2 separate regions of the Mus musculus genome follow, and region 1 is linked to region 2. The links are chromatin contacts, called in public Hi-C maps. All regions are on one chromosome and are shown on one strand. Each heading gives the region's core, a stretch centred on a gene start, on an enhancer-like site or on the middle of the called end of the contact. The rest is flanking DNA. Distances are from core to core; before and after follow the strand shown. Region 1 overlaps Gm20619 (predicted gene 20619). Region 2 overlaps Slc25a13 (solute carrier family 25 (mitochondrial carrier, adenine nucleotide translocator), member 13).

Region 1 (4,181 bases), core at 431-2,930, 130 kb before region 2:
TGATATAGACAGATGATATCCAGATAGATATAGAAGGAAAAACGTGGAATAACCCCTCAGCTACAAAACAGATTTGTAAGCCAAGAGTTGGTATCCACTGGAGCCGACTTGCCAGGATCAGGATCCTACCCCACTTCTGCTCTGTTAACTGTGGCTTTTAACATTTTTATTATTATCATGCTTTTATTTCTGGGGTGTGTGTGTGGGGGGGGTGTTTGTGTGTGTAGGAATGACACGTATGGGATGGGGGCAAGCTATGATGTGTATCATGTGAGGTAACAGGACAATTTTGAAGGAGACAGTTCTCTCCTTCCCCATATGTGTCCTGGTAATTGGATGTAGATTGTCAGGCTTGGTGTCTGGAGCCTTATAGGCCATCTCAACACATGGTTATGGTCTGTATGGCATCATTCATCTCTACACACACACACACACACACACACACACACACACACTCACACACACACACACACACACACACACACATGCACACACACACACACTCACACACACACACACACACACTCACACACACTCACACGCACACACACACACGCACACACACACTCACTCACACTCACACACACACACACTCACACACACACTCACACACTCACACACACACTCACACGCACACACACACTCACACTCACATGCGCACACACACACTCACACACACTCACATGCACACACACGCACGCACACACACTCACATGCACACACACTCACAGGCACACGCACACACGCACACACGCACGCACACACACTCACACTCACATGCACACACACACACTCACACTCACATGCACACACACACGCACGCACACACACTCACACTCACATGCACACACACACGCACACACACTCACACACACTCACATGCACACGCACACACACACGCACACACTCACATGCACACACACACACGCACACACGCGCACACACACACACACGCACACACTCACATGCACACACACACATGCACACACACACTCACATGCACACACACACACACAGAAATCCTTATGGGACAAATAAAAGGTTGGCTCTGCCAAAAGACAAATGTCCTACTCTCAAATCCAAAATATTCCTCTTCCAATTGAAAAATATCTACATTGTGGCTTCTTCGAGTTCATACAAGAGACAGCACATTAAATTACAAATCTTTAAAATATCTAATCCAAGACCCAGAAAAGCCATCGTGTTAACTGTCACAAAAGATTTTCACCTTAGTATTTAGTGCCTGGCTGGAGAGGAGTCACCGCCGTGGAATTTAATTTTAAATTGTTTTCCAGTAAACTCAACAGCTCCAACAGTATGAAATTTTGGGAGGTGGCAAGGTGGCTTCAGAGATGTGAGAGTTTTTAAATCCATGTATCAAAGGCTACCTATAACAGTCCCGGGGATTTATCACACTCTCTGCCCCAATTGTTGCTAAAGAGCTCTCAACCAGGCTTCCCTGTGTAAAAAATTCATCTTGGAATTTTTGTCCTCTTTGCTTGCCTGAGACCTCAAAATATCGAGCCTCATATGCCTAGGAACTGTTCAAACATTCCTTTCTAGGGGTTGTCATTAAATCCCTGTTTTCTGGATACAGACGCTGAGGGTGCAGCCACTGGTCAGGGTCACCCAGTGAGGTGGTGCCAGAGCTGGGAATACAACCCAGACTTTCTGACTCCCTGGCCTGTCCCCTGACCAGCAAGCCACATGCTCCTGACCAGTATGAAACAAGCTGTCTGTCTCTGTGTACCCTCAGCGCTGAGGGAAAGAAATGTCAACGTATCCATGTCCCCCCCCCCCCTTAGTACGTTGTTTATTTCGCCAGCCAACAGGCAAGTTTCTCTAGATCATTCTTCATACTTGGAAGGAAAAAAAAAACTTGAATTTAAGGAAAAATTAATTCGTTAAGGAAAGGCTATTTTAATTTGGAAGAGGAAGAAAGCCACTTCTCCCCCGTCGTATCACATTGTGTAACACATGGGTGGTGTAGCCACAGAGCAAACCGCTTCCTGTGCTCTGCCGATGGCAGGCTGTTTTGCCAGCTTTTCCATGTGGCCTTGCACCGGGGTCAGGCCTCCCGTGGTTCCTGGTGAGAGAAGGTCCCCTGTACAAGCCAGGCCTTGACGTGGCCACCCCACCAGCAATTTTGTATCTTCCTTGACCACAAGAAACCCAGTTCGGCTAACGATGCTCCACGGACCACTCAAGATGGAGTCAGAGGTCCAGCAAGATTCCAGACTGAGTCCAGGACAACTTTACTAAGGACAGAGGATAACAGTACAGCCCTCCCTTGCCAGTGATCACAACAGGGGAGTCAGGGTTATCACCTTGAGCAGTGGGTTGGGCTGGTGGGGAAATAGTCACACTTGCGCTCTGAGCTATGACGTTCCTCCTCGGTATTTTATCCCTGCCGTGTCTGAGCAGAAGGCTTTTTTCTCCAAAGGAGCTGATTTGTCTGATCCCAAGAGCCTGTTGCCATCTTAGAGACAACTTCCAAACCCCGTGCTTGGCTTTTAAGCAGCTGCTTCTGTCTTTCCTCTCTCTGTTGGCAGTTTCCAGTGACACGGGACCTAGATCCTGTGAGCAGGCTATATAGCCACTACAGGGGTTTGAGAAGAAAATAGACTATTACCACAGCACCTTTCCTCTGTACCCTGGCTTTGTTAAGCCTCTCAGCCCAGACCAACCTGCCCTCATCAAAGTCATCTCGAAATTTCACACAGCCTCTCAGTCAGTGTGACTCCTCTCTGAGCCTCCCAAATGCGGGTCTCTCCTCATGAAAGACTCTGAGGGCTAAAGCCATCTCTCTGACATTTCAGAACCAAGCCTTCAGTGACTCATGGGTGGCCACACATCAGTTTTCTTACAGTTCTTAAAATCACAATGACCTGGCAGAGAACTGTCCTAGTAGAAGTTCTGGTGATACCTGGCACAGATCTGTTTGCCTCCCCAAGTAGATTGAACGGTCCATCTTTCATTCACACAGTAAATAAACTTCGGAGACAGAAATTTCATTCCAAACAATCTCTCCAAATCAGTGATTTAAGAATATTGTACGAGGGGGCTGGAGAAAATGAGTTAGCAGCTTAGCTCTCTCTTCCAAAGAACCCAGGTTCTATCCCCAGCACCCACGGTAGATCACAACTATCTGTAACTGCAGTTCTAGGGCCTCTGATGCCCTCTTCTGGCCTCTGCAGGGACTGCATCCACGTGTGCACAGGTATAGGCAAGGCTAGATGTCCTTAACCTCTCACTAGCCCTGACTTTAAGTTACAGGAAGGGCCAGAGAAGTGGAACTTCAGGCGGAGGTCAGGATGAGCAAGGGAACAATAGAGAAAGAACACGTGTGGGTGTGGCAAGGTAGGCATATGTGCACCATGAGTGTGCAGGAGCCCTCAGAGTCAGAAGGAGTGTCAGATCTGCTGGAACTGGAGTTATAGACAGTTGAGAGCCACCAACCACATAAAGAACCAAAACCTGGTTCCTCCTCCTCCACAGCCCCGAGTGTTCTTTTTTTTTTTTTTCTTTCGAGACAGGGTTTCTCTGTATAGTCCTGGCTGATCCTGGAACTCACTCTGTAGACCAGGCTGGCCTCGAACTCAGAAATCCACCTGCCTCTGCCTCCCGAGTGCTGGGATTAAAGGCGTGCACCACCACACCCGGGTTGCACCGAATGTTCTTAACCACTAACCATCCACGCAGCATCAGTTGATACCTTTTCCATTCCCCATGGACGTGGTAAAATCCTCTTTGTAGAGAAAAAAAAAAAAACCTGGTAAGAAAAAAGTATGTGGAAAGCGCCAAGTTTGGGTTTTTTCATTTTGTTTGTTTGATTGATTGATTGCTTTCATTTAAAAAAATCTGGAAGGACTGGCGAGGTGACCCTGTGCATACTTGGGTCTGTGATCCACCACAGCCTCCGACTGCCCAAAGAAATCAGCCTGTTTGTGCAAAAGGAAGAGAGGCAGGACTAGGAACTTAAAACCATTCTCACTTATTAAAATGTGTTTGGATAAGCTTCCATATATGTCAGGCAAATAGTCTTTTCAGCTTTATTCTAAAAATAGGATTTAACGATCTGAGAGTCGCGTAATAGGGAAGATTCCTGTTGTTGTTTCCCCCCACGAGAAAGGGGTGTTCACAGCATGGATTACTGCTGGGAAGAGTGTGTTGTGTGAGGA
Region 2 (3,738 bases), core at 529-3,028:
TGTTCTCGGAGCCCTGTGGGGACGGGTTTGATGGAGACATAGCATTTAGAGCTGAGTGTTCCAAGGCCTCTCACTCTGCACATGGTCTGGCTGTAGGTCTCTGTATTTGTTCCCATGCGCAACAGGAGGAAACTTCTCTGATGATGGTTGAGCAAGGCACTGACTGACCTATGGGTATAACATGATTGTCATTAGGGGTCAAGAGTCACTTTGTCATTTCACTAGTTTTTTTTTTTTTTTTTAGAACAGTGGTTTGGTTTTACCCTAAGTCACTGGGACATCTATTCTCAGGCTTTTTTGTCTCACAAGCAGTGTTGAATATGGGTTCCATATCTCGGAATGAACCTTAAGTCAAAGCAGTTATTAGTCGGTCACTCCCACAAGCTTTGTGCCACCGTTGCCCTAGCCTATCTCGAAGGCAGGACACCACGGTAGATCAAAGGGCTTGTGGCGTGGCTGGCCCACACATTCCTTGAAGAAGTTAGCATGTCCCTTTGAACTGAACTGCATTTGGGGCTATGGCTCACATATCTTCTCTTTGCAGAGGATGGACTCTGCTCTGGTTTAGCTTTCATACTCTGTTTTAGTTAGGTAGACTCCTTGGACAGTCGCAGAGGGTGACCACTAGAAAGGACTTGTGTCCCCTTTTCTCTCTCTGTGAACCATGCTTTCCACTGCCTGGGGCAATGGCGGTTATAGGCCACCCACACCAGAGGTTCCCACACTCCCAGTACTTCTTGTGGTCGCCTGGTCTTCATGGAACAGTTTGCTGCTTTCGGTTGCATGGTTCCGGATCCCTTGAGCTTTGAACTGGTTCTTTCCATCTGTTGTGCACATGGAGCTTGTCCAGTGGCAGCCTTTAATATGAAAAGGCAGGAGCATCTTCATCAAAGTTTGCTGCAAAGCTACAGAAAACCCCGAAATCTAAGTATAGAAGACAAAGACCTGGAAATTCTGAGGCTGGAGTAAACTCATTTTAAAAGAGTTTTTTAGTGAGGTTCTGGAGAGGTTCTGTGATGGCTTCTGATAAAGGTTCCTGCAACCCTGCTCCACTCTTGCTTAGAAACAAGCCTGGAGCTCTTTGAGCATGGAAGTTGTGCTTTAAAGGAGATGGCCAACGTGTGTGTATCAGTTTTCTTGTTGCTATGACCACATATCCAATAGAAGGCAACTGAAGAGAGAAAGCACCTGCTTTATTTACACTTTGAAATATTAGACCTTATGAGGAAGGCATGGAGAGGGGAGCACAAAGCAGGAACATGAGACAGCTCATCATATTGTGCGAATAATTGCACATTGACACTCCACTGGTTTTCCCCTTCTTGTTCGGTCTGAATCTTCAGCCACTGGGACATTGCCACCCAGATTCAAGGTGGGTCATCCCCTTTTCAGTTAGACCTTTCTGGAAACACCTTTGAGATAGTGATACATCCCAAAGTGTGTCTGCATGGTGATTCTAAGGGCAGTCAAGTTGTTAGGAAGATTAACCCCTTCACGATGCCCTCTTTAAATGTTTGGATTCTGTTTCTAATTTGTTCAGACATCTTGTGTTGTTTTAGTGTGTTGTGGGAAGTTCACAGACCAGGGACAAATGCAGATGATGTCACACAGCACAATCAAACACACGTAGCCACCATGAGCTCTGCTCTTTTTGTCCCCATGCCCAGTTGTTCCCATTGTCTTATCACAAGTGGAGATAAGCACTCCATAGGTAAGCTAGGCTAATTGATTTATTGTATTGGCTTTTTGCCCTATTCATTCCTGCATGGCGAGACACCCAGTTCCCCCAGCAGCTCTGTAAACACAGCTTCTAGTAGAAGGGCTCTGAAGTGGCTCTGGGAGCAGCTAGCTCAGGGTGGCATGCAAGCCAGTAGAAGCTGCTCTAAGGACAGTGTTACCTTGTAGGTTCCATGGAGTGTGGCACCTCTTCTACTTGCTTTGCTCTACACATCTGAGTAGAAATGGAAGGAGCTGGGCTGGGGTGAAAAGAGTTAAGAAATGAACTCCTTGATACATGGCACTCTTTTCAGCACAGGGACAAATTGGCAAGGGAGATTGGCAGTGACATCTGGGCTCGGGGCCCCACTGGAGAAGCACCAGGTGTTCCTCCTTTGTTGTTGTGACCACATACTTGACTGAAAGAGAGTTAAGGGAGGAGAGAGTTACTCTGGTCTACAGTTCTGGGGGTATAGTCTACAGCAGGGAACAGGACAGGAAAGTGTGGCAGGACACGATGTGGCTAGATAAACTGTGACCACAGTGAAGAGGCAGAGGGTTGATCGGAAGTGAGGTTGTGGTATAAGTTCCAAGGCCTACCCTGAGTGATTTACTTCCTCCAGTGAGTTTCTACTTCTCACAAGTTTTACAAGCTTCCAGAACAGCACCACCAACTGGAGTCACATGTTAAAACCCAGGAGCCTGTGAAGGGCGTTTCACATGAAATCAACAGACCCAGACTTTCAGCCATGTAGGGCGAGGGGTTAAGGCAGGAGAAGCGAGTATAGCAGACACGAGTTAGCTATGAATTTTAAAAGGACAGCAGCATGAGGATTGGCTCCCTCAGCTCTTTTCAAGCTGTTTAAAAGCTGTTTACGGATGGGTGATGACGTTAGCTTTGCTGTGTGTGTGTTCTTTTTATTTGTTTGTTTATTTGTATTTTGAGACAGGGTTTTTTTGATCTAGTTGCCTGCCACTCCCAAGTCATGTGCCACCACCACACAGCTGATTTTAGCTCTCTGAATTTATTTTCTAATCTATAAAATAGAGGCAATGCCTCCGTTCTGAGACCACACGAAAATACCACTACATATCAGGGCGATGTCTGAAAAGCAAAGGTCTTTATAAAAGTGGTAATAGAAGAATGAGGAAGCTCCTCCCCTACCTGTTGCTGTCTTAGTTTCTTTTCTATTTCTGTGATAAGACCCTATGATCAAAGCAAGATATAGAAGAGTTTCATTTGGGGCATATGGTCTCAGAGGTTAGAGTCTGTGATGTCATCACAAGGACATGGTGGAAGGACCAACTGAGCACTGACATCTTGATCCCCAAGCACGAGGTGGTGTGTATGACCTGTGGACATTTATGATAAAACCACAGATAGATCACCCTACAGGTCTCATTAAAATGATGGCTTTGGGTCTGCTGAGCCATTCACCTCCAGATAATTCAGCTGGGGAAATGCACAGTACGAAACTATCCAAATGACTACGGAACTGCAGATTAATATACACGTTCTAAGATTTTTCATAGGGTAGCACACAGTTATCAAGTGTAGGCGTGGCTAACAGCTCTTTTGAGTCAACGAAGTCAAATGGGACATGGTAGCCTAAGGACTTTTGGAAGACGGGTGCTATAAGAAGTTAGCAAAGTGTTATGGGAAATTCATCAGAGACATGAAGAAATAAAAACAGCCAGGCATCTATCTACACAACAGTGGAATTGGATGAACCAAGAGGACTCCCCTACTCAGTCCTGCTGTCATGAGTACAGTCTTCAGGAGCAGAAGCCCAGTGCACAGCCTGACTGACTGCCTCCACGAGGCTGTCTTGTAGCGCAGGCACTGGCTCTCATTCATGTCCTTACAGCTCTTCTAGGTTTCCTGGTCTAGGATGGCACCTTTGCATGTCTGGAAGACCATGTGCATCTTTACAAGTGATGAGTAACTCTGGTGAGAAAAGCTGGAGACACCGTGTTGACCTCCCAGCTCTACTACCTCTGTCTACTGTGGTGATCTTAAAG

Evidence for each region. Hi-C and Micro-C count contacts between places; a contact is called where the count stands out from the background.
Region 1: a Hi-C map of liver shows a contact between it and region 2, with 1.8 times the contacts expected there. The contact joins two enhancer-like sites. A contact is called at or near these places in 7 of 484 Hi-C or Micro-C datasets (ECoMG myeloid progenitors, embryonic stem cells, liver and 3 more) and 1 of 115 datasets of contacts at active chromatin or transcription factors (embryonic stem cells).

What each region holds. Positions count from the first base shown.
Region 1 is chr6:6,278,855-6,283,035 of GRCm38.p6, reverse strand. The region is part of intron 1 of Gm20619 (predicted gene 20619); the gene reads right to left. Among named protein-coding and RNA genes, the nearest start is that of Gm20619, 32 kb to the right of the region's middle. Within about 2 kb of position 1,680, at least 38 of the 459 cell types and tissues checked have an H3K27ac peak or open chromatin away from gene starts, as enhancers often do. A contact at or near this core is called in ECoMG myeloid progenitors and liver, where this site is marked.
Region 2 is chr6:6,148,006-6,151,743 of GRCm38.p6, reverse strand. The region is part of intron 4 of Slc25a13 (solute carrier family 25 (mitochondrial carrier, adenine nucleotide translocator), member 13); the gene reads left to right. Among named protein-coding and RNA genes, the nearest start is that of Slc25a13, 67 kb to the left of the region's middle. Within about 2 kb of position 1,778, at least 45 of the 459 cell types and tissues checked have an H3K27ac peak or open chromatin away from gene starts, as enhancers often do. A contact at or near this core is called in ECoMG myeloid progenitors and liver, where this site is marked.